3 separate regions of the Ovis aries genome follow, and all the other regions are linked to region 3. The links are chromatin contacts, called in public Hi-C maps. All regions are on one chromosome and are shown on one strand. The core of a region is the stretch at or near the end of the contact, and the rest is flanking DNA. Distances in the headings are between cores, read along the strand shown. Region 1 holds the start of TSPYL1 (TSPY like 1). Region 2 holds the start of COL10A1 (collagen type X alpha 1 chain). Region 3 overlaps LOC121820158 (a long non-coding RNA gene).

Region 1 (4,755 bases), core at 49-2,548, 160 kb before region 3:
TTGGCCACAGGTCCTCTTTGATAATTTCAGCAATCCTGTCAGACTCTGGAAGGCTGTGGTCTGAAAACCAGGTGAAGAAATTGCACACGACCTCTTGGTTCCTGCGAATGAAGGACTGGGGTTCATGGCCCCGGCGCCATATGATTGGAGTGGAAAGAGACACTACTCTGCCAGAGGCTCTGACCTCATATTCTTTGACAATCAGCTTGTTTCGAAAATATGGGTTTCTCCGAAAGAAGAACTTGAACTTGCAGCCTGTTCGCGGGTGTCTGAGCTCCTTCACCTCCAAATTGGTTATGTATCTTAACATCTCTGCATCTTGGCCTCTAATCATGGGAGACAACTGGGGGTGGTTCCGAAAGGCAGTGACCCAGAAGCCCGGGATATTCTGAATGATGTAGTTCCTCCGCTCCAGGTAGTGTCGACGCATCCGCCCGAATTTATGCTCTAGTTGTTGAAAGGCCCGGTCAGCCTGAGCGTTCACAGTGTCCAGTTCCAGTTGGATGGCCTCCAGCGGGTTCATGCGGAGATCCATACGCAGGGGCCGATGCCCCGCCTCCTCCACCACTCTGTTCTCCACCATTTCTATTTCTTCACCGACTGGCCTCTCCTCCACCTCCATTCCCTGCTCCACTCCCTCCTCCTCCTTCGCTCCTTCCTTCCCCACCACCTCCTCATCCACTGCGACCGAGAAGACAGGGCCCTCTTCAGTCTTCACTTCCTCAGCCTTCGCCTCCGCCATCAAGTCAGACCCCAACTTCTCCGCGCCACAAGTTTCTAGCGGCTTCTCTCGACTCAAGCCCTGCGGCTCTCCGGGCTGACGGCCATTTCCCAGGCTATCCTCCGTTGCCAGGGACACAGACGCCGTTTCCAGGCCCTCCGTAGGAGGCGGAGCCGGCTCTAGCCCCGCTTCGGGCGCTACGTAACCGCCATCCCCACCGCCTCGGATCTGGAACGTACCGGCACAGCCTGGATCTAGGGGAGCAGTTGGGGGTGCGCCTTCCTCCTCTGGAAGCTGGGGTGGCGGGAGCGCGACGGCCTCGAAATACCCCTCACCCGTCTCCGCCATCACCTGTGACGCCTCTGTTTTCAGGCACCGGGGAGGGTCCGGAGCTCCGGCGGCACAGTCGGATGGGGTGAGGCTGTGGGTTTCAAGGAGAGGGGTCCTCTCGCCCCGGTCTGGGCAGCTCATGTCGGCAGTACCCAGATAAACCGAAGGCCAATGTCTGTTTTCCTCTCAGAAGCCCCGCTTGACGAAAACTGCTCGCTCGTACCACCCACTCTCCAATCTCGCGAGTGACTCCGTGAGGATGACGTCAGGGCAGTAGATCTCGATGTGACGCGAGAACTCGCGGCTTCTGGGATGTCTTACCAGGCTTCCTACGGTCCGAGTGTTCACTTTAATTTTACGAGTGTTAGCTTTATTCTTACGAATTTAATCCGGTGGATTGGTAATTTGACTTACGTAAATATGTGGCTCGCAATCAGAGGCTGAAGCAGTGAGACCCCCACCCCCCTCCCTTCCTGGCTATGCATCTGGAAGTACCTCCAGATTGTTCGCTGGGGTAATTGTAAGGATCCCAGTACTACACTGCTTTCTGTTGTCTGAAAACATGTTTTTATGGTTTTGTAGGCAAGAGGGGGAGAAGGCGATGGCACCCCACTCCAGTACTCTAGCCTGGAAAATCCCATGGATGGAGGAGCATGCTGGGCTGCAGCCCATGGGGTCGCGAAGAGTCGGACACGACTAAGCGACTTCACTTTCACTTTTCACTTTCATGCTTTGGAGAAGGAAATGGCAACCCACTCCAATGTTATTGCCTGGAGAATCCCAGGGACGGGGGAGCCTGGTGGGCTGCCATCTATGGGGTCGCAGAGAGTCGGACACGACTGAAGCGACTTAGCAGCAGTAGCAGTAGGCAAGAGGGTAAATCTCCCTGTTACTCCATGATGGGCAGGAGCAAAATTCTCTTTATTTTTTAACTAAATTAATAGCAAAATGTTTCCCTTTTCTCGGGTAGTGAAAATATTCTGGACTGTAACATCGCTGGGAGAAAAAGCTACTGAACGACTTTTTACCACAAAAGTCATTCATGCATATTGTTCCTTGCTAGCCTTACCTTGATAATCTATCAAAGAAGAGCTTGCTTGCTTGATGTTTGCAGGAATTAAGTCAGAATCAATTGCTGAATCTCTCTCCGCGGCCCAGCACTGCAGGAAATAGAAAAGCTATTTCCAGCCCCATCGATTTATTAATCTAATAACAAGTTTAGTTCTGAAAGAAGGTAGTAAAAGTTGGCTCTGGTGAAGTATCTGTTCATGGTAATTAGCTTGTAGAGTTCTTTCAAAAGGGATGTCAGTGTCTTTGGTTGTTTTAGTTTGTTGACTTGTGAGGAAAACTGGTGTTAGAGGGCTAGGGGACCTCGGAGAATTACTGGTAGAGGGGCCATCCACCTCCATTTTTATGAAGAAAAGCCAGTTAAAATGGATAACCAAGATGGCCTTGAGTAGAACACAAACGGCTGGATACCAGTTTTAAAACTGGTTAGTTACCTCAAGATGTGAAAGAGGCAAATGTTTTGGGGTGGTTGTTTTTTTTCTGTTATAGTACACTGAATAATGGCCCCCTAAAATGTCCATGTCCTAACCTTCATAACCTGTATCTTATCTTACCTGGCAAAAGGACTCCGTAGGTATGTTTCAGTTAAGCATCAGGAAATTGAAAGATTGTGCTGGGCTATCCCAGTGGGTGGACCCTGTTTAATTACAGTAAAAAGAAATGGGAGTGTCAGTGTGAAACTGATGACCAGAGCAGAGGTGAGAAAGTGAAAAAGAGGGAGAAAAAAGATTTGAAGATGGAGGAAGGAAAAAGATCCAAAGAATAAAGGCAGCTTCTCTAGAAGCTGGAAAGGTAAGGAAGTAGATTTTCCCATGGAGCCTCCAAAGGAACGCAGCCCTACCCACATCTTGATTTTATCTAACCTCCAAACCTGTAAGATAATTAATTTGTGTACCTTAACGCTGTTAAGTCTGTGGTTATTTGTTAGAACAGTATGAAAGGGATATTCCTTGGGTTGAAGTTTGGTTGCATCTCTGTGTGGCTCAAGTTTTTCCTGGCAGCAACCCCTTCAACCATCAATATCTTTGGAAGGCTCAAAAAAGTGCCAATGTCAAAATGTATATAATTGGTGTCAGTGGCTTTGGAAAAAACCTAGACACAAGTTGAGCAGTGTTTTAACAAATACAGCATCATCAAAATACTTGGTGGCAAGAGAATAATTTTGTTTTGAAAAACATGGATGTTAACAACTCTGAGTCAAAAATCTTATGAATACAAAGAAGTTTTAGAAATACCTTAATTTATTTTGTTTTTTTTTCCCCCTTTATAGGTGTCCAAGTGTGCACTTGACGTTTTGACGTACGTCTAAATATGTCTAAAGGAACCATTTAAATAGAGATAAAATTATGTATAAGAATATATTGTGTCCTAGCTTAATTGGCAGTGTTTTTCTTCCCTTTTCTTTCTCTTTCATCAGGGATGATGTTTAAATACTATACAACTGACAGCGTTTTGTCAGGTGAAATGCCATAGTTTCCTTCCTGGAAAATTTCATTGCATAGTAAAACAGTGCAAAAATATTTTGTTTTTATATGTAAAGTGATGCTAACTTCCAGGCTCAGATAAATATAAATGGGTTTTCCCTCTCAGAAATAGGCCAGTGTTTTGTTGATAAGGACCTCCTGCATGGTATCTAGCACCCAAGCCCCACCTAATGAAAGCCAATAACAACCTCCATTCTTTGTAATATATAGAACTCACCTCCGAAAATTTCCAAAAGACCCCTTAGGAAAATATAGCTTCTGCAGAGATTTTTCTCCTTTGAATATTTGAGGGTATGGTATTCCCACCACTTTTCACTAGAGGGAGCAACTTGTCTATAAGAAAGTGGTATTGATAGATTATGATGACAGAACTTTGGTTCTCTACTCTTGTTATTTAAATTGAATCATAATCTTTTATTCCCTTTAAGCTGTTATGGTTACCAATTAATTTTCTCACACAAACTGAGCTTTGTTTATTATGGCTTCCAGTAATCAGCTCAGGCCAAAGAATCTCATATGACTGTGCCTACTCTGAAAAGGTCCCTACCCTGTATTGCTGGAGTCATGCACCTGGTTCAATTTTGAGCTCCCCTGACTAGCTGTTTTGACCTGCACTAGTAACTTCATCTTTCTGAGTCAGTTTCCTCATAAGTAAAATAGAGATTATAATTTTACATTTATATATACATGCTTTAGGGGCCTATTAAAAAGATGAAATAAGGGCTTACCTGGTGGCTCAGGGATAAAGAATCCCCCTGCCAATGTGTCCAGGGAGACACAGGTTCAATCCCTGGTCCTGGGCTGAGAAGATCCCACATGCCATGGAGCAACTAAGCCCATGCACCGTGATGGTTAAGTGTGTGCTCTAGAGCCCGGGAACTGCAATTACTGAGCCCTCATGCCACAGCTACTGAAGCCGGAGTGCCCTAGAGCCCATGCTCCAGAAACAGAAGCCACTGCCATGAGAAGCCCGCACACCGCAACTGGAGAGTAGCCCCTGCTTGCCACAACTACAGACAGGTCTGTGCAGCAAAGAAGACCCAGCACAACCAAAAAATAAATAAGTAAAATTATTTTTAAAAGATAAAATAAGATGTGTATAATATATTTAACATTATAACCTTTCAATGAGTAGAAGCTGGTACTATTATT
Region 2 (4,468 bases), core at 1,335-3,834, 210 kb before region 3:
TCCTTCTGATGATGTCATCTTGTCTTCATGTGCCTTTCTTGGATCTTTCTACTGCCTCTGACCTTCACAAGGGAAAATATTACCAGTTGTAAGCTTTTGGCCTGGACTAGAAGCGTCTTGCTATAAATTACTCCATTAGTAAGCAGAGCAAATGAACCTGGAAATATTTTATTCAGAGACTAAAAAATAAGGTGTATCAAAATCATACAGGCAACGGCAAAGACAGATTTAGGTTTGTTTTAACAAGATGGAAAAGTGACGAGAACCTTCTCTGGTTGAGTAGAAGAGACTGTTAGAAGACCCAGGCCAGAAAATAACTGAGGGGCTACAAGTAGGGATTCCCTGGCGGCTCAGCGGTAAAGAATCTGCCTGCCAATGCAGGAGACAGAGAAGACGCGAGTTTGATTCCTGGGTCAGGAAGATCCCCTGGAGAAGGAAATGGCAACCCATTCCAGTATCCTTGCCAGGAAATCCCACGGACAGAGGAGTCTGGTGGGCTACAGTTTATATAGTGTCGCAGAGTCAGACATGACTGAGCAACTCAGCACTTAGCAGGTATGTCATGGTGAAAAAAATACATTAAAGTATTTATATTGTCTTTCAGAAAGCAGTTTTATCACACATGATCTAATAGTCACTCTGCTGAGATGCTGTGAAACCTTTCAACAGGATCTCTCAAATGAACAACTTCATTAGTCTTGCTAGCATTTTCTAAAACTGAGTTATAACTATTGTTTATTGTTACTGTCTTAAAATTATGAAATACTGTCTCAGGAATCAACTAACTTTTTCAAAGGACCAGATCACGTAAAGAGTATAGGCTTTATGTAGATACTTCTCTAACCACGTTAAGTAAATACCTTTCTTAGCTTGCGGGCTGCGGTTTGCCAGCCTCGGGTTTTTCTGAACACCTGATAAATCTTACTGGATAGCTCCCCCCACACACAGACTGACTTCCTCAGTTATTCATCCTCTACTATTTCCCTGACATCAAGAATGTAAACACCAAGGTAAAGACAGTTCTTTTCCTAAAAGATCTCAGTCTCAGGAGAAAGAAAAATACATAAACACACTTATTTCAAGTGTTTATTATCGTGCAGTGTGATGAATGATGTCCAGAGGTGGTGTGAGTGGGTGACGGTGTTGGGAGACGCTCGACAGATGAGCGGCAAGCATTTCTAAAGCAGCAGAGAGAGGACAGTGCATTCCACAAAGGAAGGTAATGCTTATACGTCAATGTGGAAGACATTTATTTGGATTTTTTGGGGTTTGTTTGTTTGTTTGTTTTTTTGGCCTATCTCAATATAAAATCTCAGTTCCCAGAGAATAGCATAGATGACATCAGCTCAAGAATACTGGAGTAGGTAGCCTATCCCTTCTCTAGGGGATCGTCCCGACTCAGGAATCGAACCAGCGTCTCCTGCATTGCAGGCAGGTTCTTTACCAACTGAGCTATCAGAGAAGCCCAACGTCAGCTCAGTCACTACAAAAAACTTCTGTAGGTATTGTGAGGAAAAGCATATTATTCCACAGTTATAGCACTGACTATGGATTTGAAGCATTTCACTTCTGCTTCTTCTGCACATGTTATTTTTCTTTAACAGACACTGATCACCTGATAAGTTAAATTTAAAACAAGGTTTTAGACACGTAAGCAGTGAGGTTACATAGCTCATGTTAGGTAACAAGATACTATAAAATTAAGAAGTCCCTGCTCTCTGAGAGCCAGGGATTCCAATGAGGCAGGCAGGATATACAGATAATAATAGCAAAAGTTCTAGTTCTTATGCTTAGAGCTGTAATTCTTAATCCTAACTGTACATTGAAATTACTTGGGGAGCTTTAAAAAAATATATCAGTGTCACGGCTCCAGCCCAGACCAATTAAATCAGAATCTTTGGGGTAAGACACAGATACAGAGATAGAAGTCAAACACTGTTCATGTGAATTTTATAGATTATGTTTTTCAATACATTTACCCTTCATTTCTCAGTTCTTGTTGTCCTTTTTCAAGCATTATGTTCTAGATTTATTTACAAATATTAAAAGCAAACCATTTAGGGCCCATATAAGGTCCATAAACAGAAAATCTGTTTTAACATTAAATTTCAGTTTCATCTTTTGCCTTCTATAAACAAACAAAAAAATTAGAACATTTTAAAATCTATTGTTTATCTCATTTATCCTTCAAAAACTATTTCAGTATCTCTTGGCCAAAAGAAATTTATATAGTATATGTGTATTTCAGAAAATTGTACCGTTCCTTACTGCAGATATATTTAAACAGTTCATGGCTGAACATTTTAGCTGTTCACTGGCCTGCTCTTCTATAACCTACTAAGGTTGTAAATATTTCACTCTCTTAAATTATGTTCTGCAATGGAAATGATAACAGACCTTAATTGGAGGCTGATGGTGGAGCTGATAGCATTCCAGAATCTCTGATCCTCCCGCACAGCAGGTTAGAGAACACGCACCACACGTCACACCAGCACTGGCGATATAGTTAACAAGGAAAATGCCTACTTATTCCATGATGATAGGAATCGTGGTGTGGCACAATCGTCTCTTAAACTAAAAAAGCATTTTTGATATTCAAGTTGTACTTATATTTTTTACCACGAGGGGTCCCTCAATCCTGAATTGCAGTGGTTACATGCAGGTCATTTTCTCTGCCCGAAGAACCGTTGCAACACTTTGCCGTTATTCCCATGACTGCATTAATACCGAATTTTTAATATAGGAGAGTGAAACCTTTATTCTTTAGAACTAGGTTTTTAAATTTTTTGCTTTTAATCCCCTCTGGATACAGAAAATATCAGCATCTAAGGATAGAAGAGGAGTGTAAAGGCCAGGAAAATGAGTTACATAAAATGGCAGTGAAATAAAATTCTTTTGAGGTTAAGTGAAAACACAGGCTGCTTTGTGAGTGGAGAACAAACAAGACCATTCCTTTCTTTCCACCTTAGGCCTCAGTCTCGGTTCCCTGTCTTGTCTAGTCAGTGTAAATCTCTAAGTATAAAAACAGAATAAACCTGATTATTTTTACCAATAAGGGAGGTACTTTAGATAGGATGACATTAATAGAACATGAATAATAGAATTTTTGTCATAGGTTATATGTTACAAATCATTTATTGCTTTGACTTTAAACATAAATGTTCCTGTGTCTGCTTCTCCACTTATGTTTAAGTATTCATCCACTGAATGATTGCTCGATGTCAAACAGAAAGACAGACTCCCTGCCTTTAGGGAAATAATTTAATAGGCAGCTATTATTCCGGCATAATATGTTTAACATAAATTCCTCTGGCTTAATAGCTTGACTATTTCAGTAAAAATGAGGGTATATATTATGGACAACAGTACTAAATTATAAGCTTCAAAATTGCTCAGAGATTAGATAATTAATTTTTCTTACCACAAAAAAAGAAAAAGAAATGATTGTGCAACATGATAGATGTGTTAGCTAAATACAGTAATAGTCTCCTGCAGTATATAAATGTCACATCAACACATTGTACACCTTAAATTTGCACAGCGTTATGTGTTAGTTATATCAATAAAAATAAACTTTAAAAGATGAGTGTGTATTTATATTAACATACCTCATATTCCCTTAATGATTTGAGGTTACAAGGAATGAAAAATATTTTCCCCAACCACGGTTAGTGACCTTTTATACAAAGAGTAACCCATAATCTACCATAAAATATCCATTTGTACAGGATTTGTCTTTTTTAATTTGTTCATTTCTCTCTGGCTTGTGAGCAATGCGATAACATCTCCATTATTTCCTCAGGGAGCAGTTTTCTCCAACTAAACTATTATGTTTGCGCTTTTTTAGTTTAGGCTTACTAAGGGAAACTAATATTAATCTAGGCAGGAATTTCAAAATGCTCTGTTTAAATGTATATGTTTTGTTTTTTTTTATTCATTTGGAAATGGAATAGGTTTTTAACAGTAATTTACATTTTGACCACTAGGTGGCATTTTGACCACACTTATGTGTGGTAAGCACACATACGCTAAGGAAAAAATAGCCTTTTCTCAGCAATTGTTTCTGAATCCAGATGCTTAAGTATCTTCAGCATTACATACTACAAATCTTTTGTTATCCAGCCCATAATATTACTACAAAAGCCTTTGTTTTTCTGGGTGAAATAATCTTATATATGACTGCCTCAGATAAATCCTGGGAGATCAAAGCTTCTGCCATTGCTTTGATCATTACTCATCAAACTATTTCTGTTTTTAGCTATTTAAATATATTAGTTTTTCTTTCTTAAATTAGTCCTTTCTTACTAGTTCCTTCTCATCCCTGAAAAACAGAAGATATATTTTAATTTTTTCAAGGGCCATTACATAGCTTCTGGGATATTAAGAGATCCAAGAACACATGTTCTCTGTAGGGCAGAATTCGAGGGCATGAAGTTTGTTTTTGTTGTTCTTGGCACTCTGACAGCTG
Region 3 (4,263 bases), core at 1,545-4,044:
AGACTTCAGTAGTTGCAGTCTGTGGGCTCCATAGTTGTGGTTACCAGGCTCTAGAGCATAGGTTCACACACTACGGCACAAGGCCTTAGTTGCTTCAAGGCATGTGGGATCTTTCAGGACCAGGGATCGACCCCCTTGTCTTCTGCACTGGCAGGCAGATTCTTTACCACTATGCCAGCAGGGAAGCTGTCCTTGTGATTCTTAATCACCTCTTTTTCTCTTTAGTCACTTGTATATACATCTTCAGAAAGTGAAGCTTCTGTTTCTGAACTTTTTATGAATGGAATCATACTGAATATATTCTTTGTGTTTGATTTCTGTTGTTCAACATTATGTTTTTAAGATTCATCCTTGTTGATTGTTGCTATAGGAGTATCTTTCTACAAAGCCTCTTGATGAAAGTGAAAGAGGAGAGCGAAAAAGTTGGCTTAAAGCTCAACATTCAGAAAATGAAGATCATGGCATCTGGTCCCATCACTTCATGGGAAATAGATGGGGAAACAGTAGAAACAGTGTCAGACTTTATTTTTTTGGGCTCCAAAATCACTGCAGATGGTGATTGCAGCCATGAAATTAAAAGACACTTACTCCTTGGAAGAAAAGTTATGACCAACCTAGATAGCATATTCAAAAGCAGAGACATTACTTTGCCGACTAAGGTCCGTCTAGTCAAGGCTAGGGTTTTTCCAGTAGTCATGTATGGATGTGAGAGTTGGACTGTGAAGAAGGCTGAGCACTGAAGAATTGATGCTTTTGAACTGCGGTGTTGGAGAAGACTCTTGAGAGTCCCTTGGACTGCAAGGAGATCCAACCAGTCCATTCTGAAGGAGATCAGTCCTGGGTGTTCTTTGGAAGGACTGATGCTAAAGCTGAAGCTCCAGTACTTTGGCCACCTCATGCGAAGAGTAGACTCATTGGAAAAGACTCTGATGCTGGGAGGGATTGGGGGCAGGAGGGGAAGGGGACAACCGAGGATGAGATGGTTGGATGGCATCACGGACTCGAGTGAACTCCAGGAGATAGTGATGGACAGGGAGGCCTGGCGTGCTGCAATTCATGGGGATGCAAAGAGTCGGACGCGACTGAGCGACTGAACTGAACTGAACTTCTACATTGCCGTACAGTATTCTTGTTTGAATATTTCACAGTTTATCTCGTCTGCTGTTGTTTGATATTCGTTCTTTGATTTTTTAACCAGTTTTTGCATAATATGAACAGTAGTACTATGATTCTTTCTTAAACTCTATTCACAAGTGCATAACAGTTTCCAGATAATATTCAGATTCCTTTTTCAGGAAGTTAACTCAACCAGGACTGTGTGGCAGAAACTAGAACGGGATGAGGTATCCCTGTCCACTTTCAAGGATGATGAAGAGGTCCAGTTTGAGAAATGGTCCTCAGGAAGAATGGAGCTGCACAGGAGATGGAGTGGCACCCACAGCTGACCCTGAGTTTTCTAGCTTGAAAGACTGATAGCCTCAAAACTCTGGAGGAGAAATAAGTCTTAGGGAAAAGTGAGTTCTGTTTTGGATTGGAGTCGACTGCTGGACCTCTAAGTGAAAATATCCACTAGGCAATCAGAAATGCCTATCCAGAACTTAGGAAAAGAAGGGGCAAGGGATGAAGATTTTGGAAAGGGTAAAACACAGTTGGGATTGTCACGGTCAAGTGAAAGGAGAGTAAGGATAATGGACAACACTTTTTGAGCATTTGCTAGGTGCCAGGCACTGTTCTGGGCTTCCCTGGTGGCTCAGAGGGTAAAGTGTCTGCCTGCAATGCGGGAGACCTGGGTTTGATCCCTGGGTTTGGAAGATCCCCTGGAGAAGGAAATGGCAACCCACTCCAGTACTCTTGCCTAGAGAATCCCTTGGACGGAGGAGCCTGGCAGGCTACAGTCCATGGGGTCTCAAAGAGTCGGACACGACTGAGCGACTTCACTTTCACTTTAGGCACTGTTCTAAGAATGTTAGTTGTAACGACCCACTTTATCTACCCAATAACCCACTCAGGCAGGTAATGTTATTATTTTCATTTTACAGATGAGAGATATGTAGTTAGTGGTGGCACCAAGAAGGGATTACACAGGCACTTTGTGTAGAAAGGAGTGAACTTCAGTGAGGACTAATATCCTGGTTGGGAGGTGGAGGAGCCTGGGAAGGAGACTCAGATGAAGTCATCGAGTTAGGAGGAGAGCCAGAAGAGTATAATAGTCAGACTTAACTTAATTAGGGAAGTACTGCAGGTGCCTGTCACTGCTGGGAGAGGTCAAGGTAGTGTGCCAAAGCAGAGTCAGAAACAGTAAAGCTCTGAGTCCAGGTGTCAAGGAAACCTACTCAGGTTTGGTTCATTGCTTCTAAGAAAGGATTCCTTTAAGGAATCTAACAATAGAATAGGGGGGAAAAAAAAGTTATTTGCCTTTGGTTGCTGTCTACAGCTAAATTACAAAGAAAAATCCCTCCTCTAAGTAATTCACTGATGCATGTGTATGGGAGGGGCCTCCCAGGTGGCACAGTGGTAAAGAACCCGCTTACCAAAGCAGGAGATGCAGAGGACTCGGGTTCGATCCCTGGGTCAGGAAGTTCCCCTGGAGGAGGAAATGGCAACCCACGCCAGTATTCTTGCCTGGAGAATTCCATGGACAAGGGAGACTGGCAGGCTACAGTCCACAGGCTTGCAAAGAGTCAGACACGACAGCTACTGAACATAAGCATGACCACAGGTATGAGACAATGGTGCAGAAATGGGGCAGATAATGGGAAAGTTAACCACTACATCCTAGAGAACTCTGCTGAGTAAACAAACTGAGCTGGGCAGGAAGGAGGGCAGCAGGAAGTCATGGGAAAGTCCCTGCTCCGCCAAGACCTGCAGCCCTGCCAGCCCTCACTGTGGTTTGGAGACTCTGAGGAAAGAGGGTGGGAGTGGGAGTTCAGGCAGCCCTACAGCTGTATCGGGACCTGCCCCGGAATGGCCTTGTCTTCTTCCTGGTGTTGCCTTGCTCCTATCTGGATAGACTTATGTACTGTCTGTCAGAAGGTTGGCAATTCATGGATCTTTATGTTATTCTGAGCTGAATGACATGCACAGAAGGAATCAAGTTCTGAACTGAATAAAGCAGGCGTGGTGCTGACTTTGCAGTGAGAGCAGAGACATCAAAGTCTGCTTCTCATCCAGTCACTCACTGATTCACCCATTAGTACCACAAATATTTAGTGAACACTGATAATGTTCTGGGTACTACACCAAGACCCTTGTAAACAGATAGGGATTAAATCAAGCATGGTCCTTGCCCTCATGAAATGGATAATCTAGTTGGGGATTTGGAAAACATCAGTTCAGTTCAGTTCAATTCAGTTGCTCAGTCATGTCTGACTCTTTGTGACCCCATGAATTGCAGCACGCCAGGCCTCCCTGTCCATTGCCAAAGACATAGCAAGCAGCAAATAGGAGGTTACAAAACTGTCATGTGTAACAAGGAAACGAATATGAGGCTAAAAATAGTCAAGGGATGGGTGAGGGAATTGAGAGTCTAGTCATGGAAGATCTGGTAGACGTGTCCCATGTTCAGTTCTCTTTGCCTCTAAGGCCTGGGGGAAGACGATACATATTCTTTCCCTTGCAGTTAGGTAAAGCTTTGTGTCTGATTCTGATCAGATGTTGCTACCAGAACAGGGCATTTCCATAATAAAAATCATCTTTTTTCATCCTCACTATTTGTCCCATTTCTCCACCTTCCTCTCATATTCACACATAAGTGAATTACTTAAGGGAGGGATTCTCTTTGTAGCTTAGCTGGAGGCAGCATCTAAAGGAAAAGAACTATTTTTCTTTATTCTATAATTAGATTCTTTAAAGAAGTTTCAGTAGACATGTATGGATGTGAGAGTTGGACTATAAAGAAAGCTGAGCGCCAAGGAATTGATGCTTTTGAACTGTGGTGTTGGAGAAGACTCTTGAGAGTCCCTTGGACTGCAAGGAGATCCATCCTAAAGGAGATCAGCCCTGGGTGTTCATTAGAAGGACTGATGTTGAAGCTGAAATTCCAATACTTTGGCCACTTGATGCGAAGAGCTGACTCATTTGAAAAGACCCTGATGCTGGGAAAGATTGAGGGCAGGAGGAGAAGGGGACGACAGGATGAGATGGTTGGATGGCATCACTGACTCAATGGACATGAGTCTGGATAAACTCTGGGAGTTGGTGGTGGACAGGGAGGCCTGGTGTGCTGTGGTTCATGGGGTTGCAAAGAGTCAGACACGACTGAGC

Evidence for each region. A called contact is a pair of places that touch in the nucleus more often than the background predicts.
Region 1: a Hi-C map of liver shows a contact between it and region 3, with 2.4 times the contacts expected there. The contact joins the promoter of TSPYL1 here to the enhancer-like site in region 3. A contact is called at or near these places in 6 of 16 Hi-C or Micro-C datasets (blood, hypothalamus, liver and 3 more).
Region 2: a Hi-C map of liver shows a contact between it and region 3, with 3 times the contacts expected there. The contact joins the promoter of COL10A1 here to the enhancer-like site in region 3. A contact is called at or near these places in 3 of 16 Hi-C or Micro-C datasets (liver, muscle and tail adipose tissue).

What each region holds. Positions count from the first base shown.
Region 1 is chr8:21,652,642-21,657,396 of ARS-UI_Ramb_v3.0, reverse strand. It overlaps TSPYL1 (TSPY like 1), which reads right to left and starts at 1,298. Exons shown (of 1, transcript XM_004011183.6): 1 at 1-1,298. The coding sequence starts at 1,192.
Region 2 is chr8:21,704,665-21,709,132 of ARS-UI_Ramb_v3.0, reverse strand. COL10A1 (collagen type X alpha 1 chain) reads right to left here and starts at 2,584. Exons shown (of 3, transcript XM_060419213.1): 1 at 2,398-2,584. All of the region lies in intron 6 of NT5DC1 (5'-nucleotidase domain containing 1), which reads left to right.
Region 3 is chr8:21,496,007-21,500,269 of ARS-UI_Ramb_v3.0, reverse strand. The region is part of intron 3 of LOC121820158 (a long non-coding RNA gene); the gene reads right to left. Among named protein-coding and RNA genes, the nearest start is that of TRNAG-UCC, 35 kb to the right of the region's middle. Within about 2 kb of position 2,794, at least 4 of the 54 cell types and tissues checked have an H3K27ac peak or open chromatin away from gene starts, as enhancers often do. A contact at or near this core is called in liver, where this site is marked.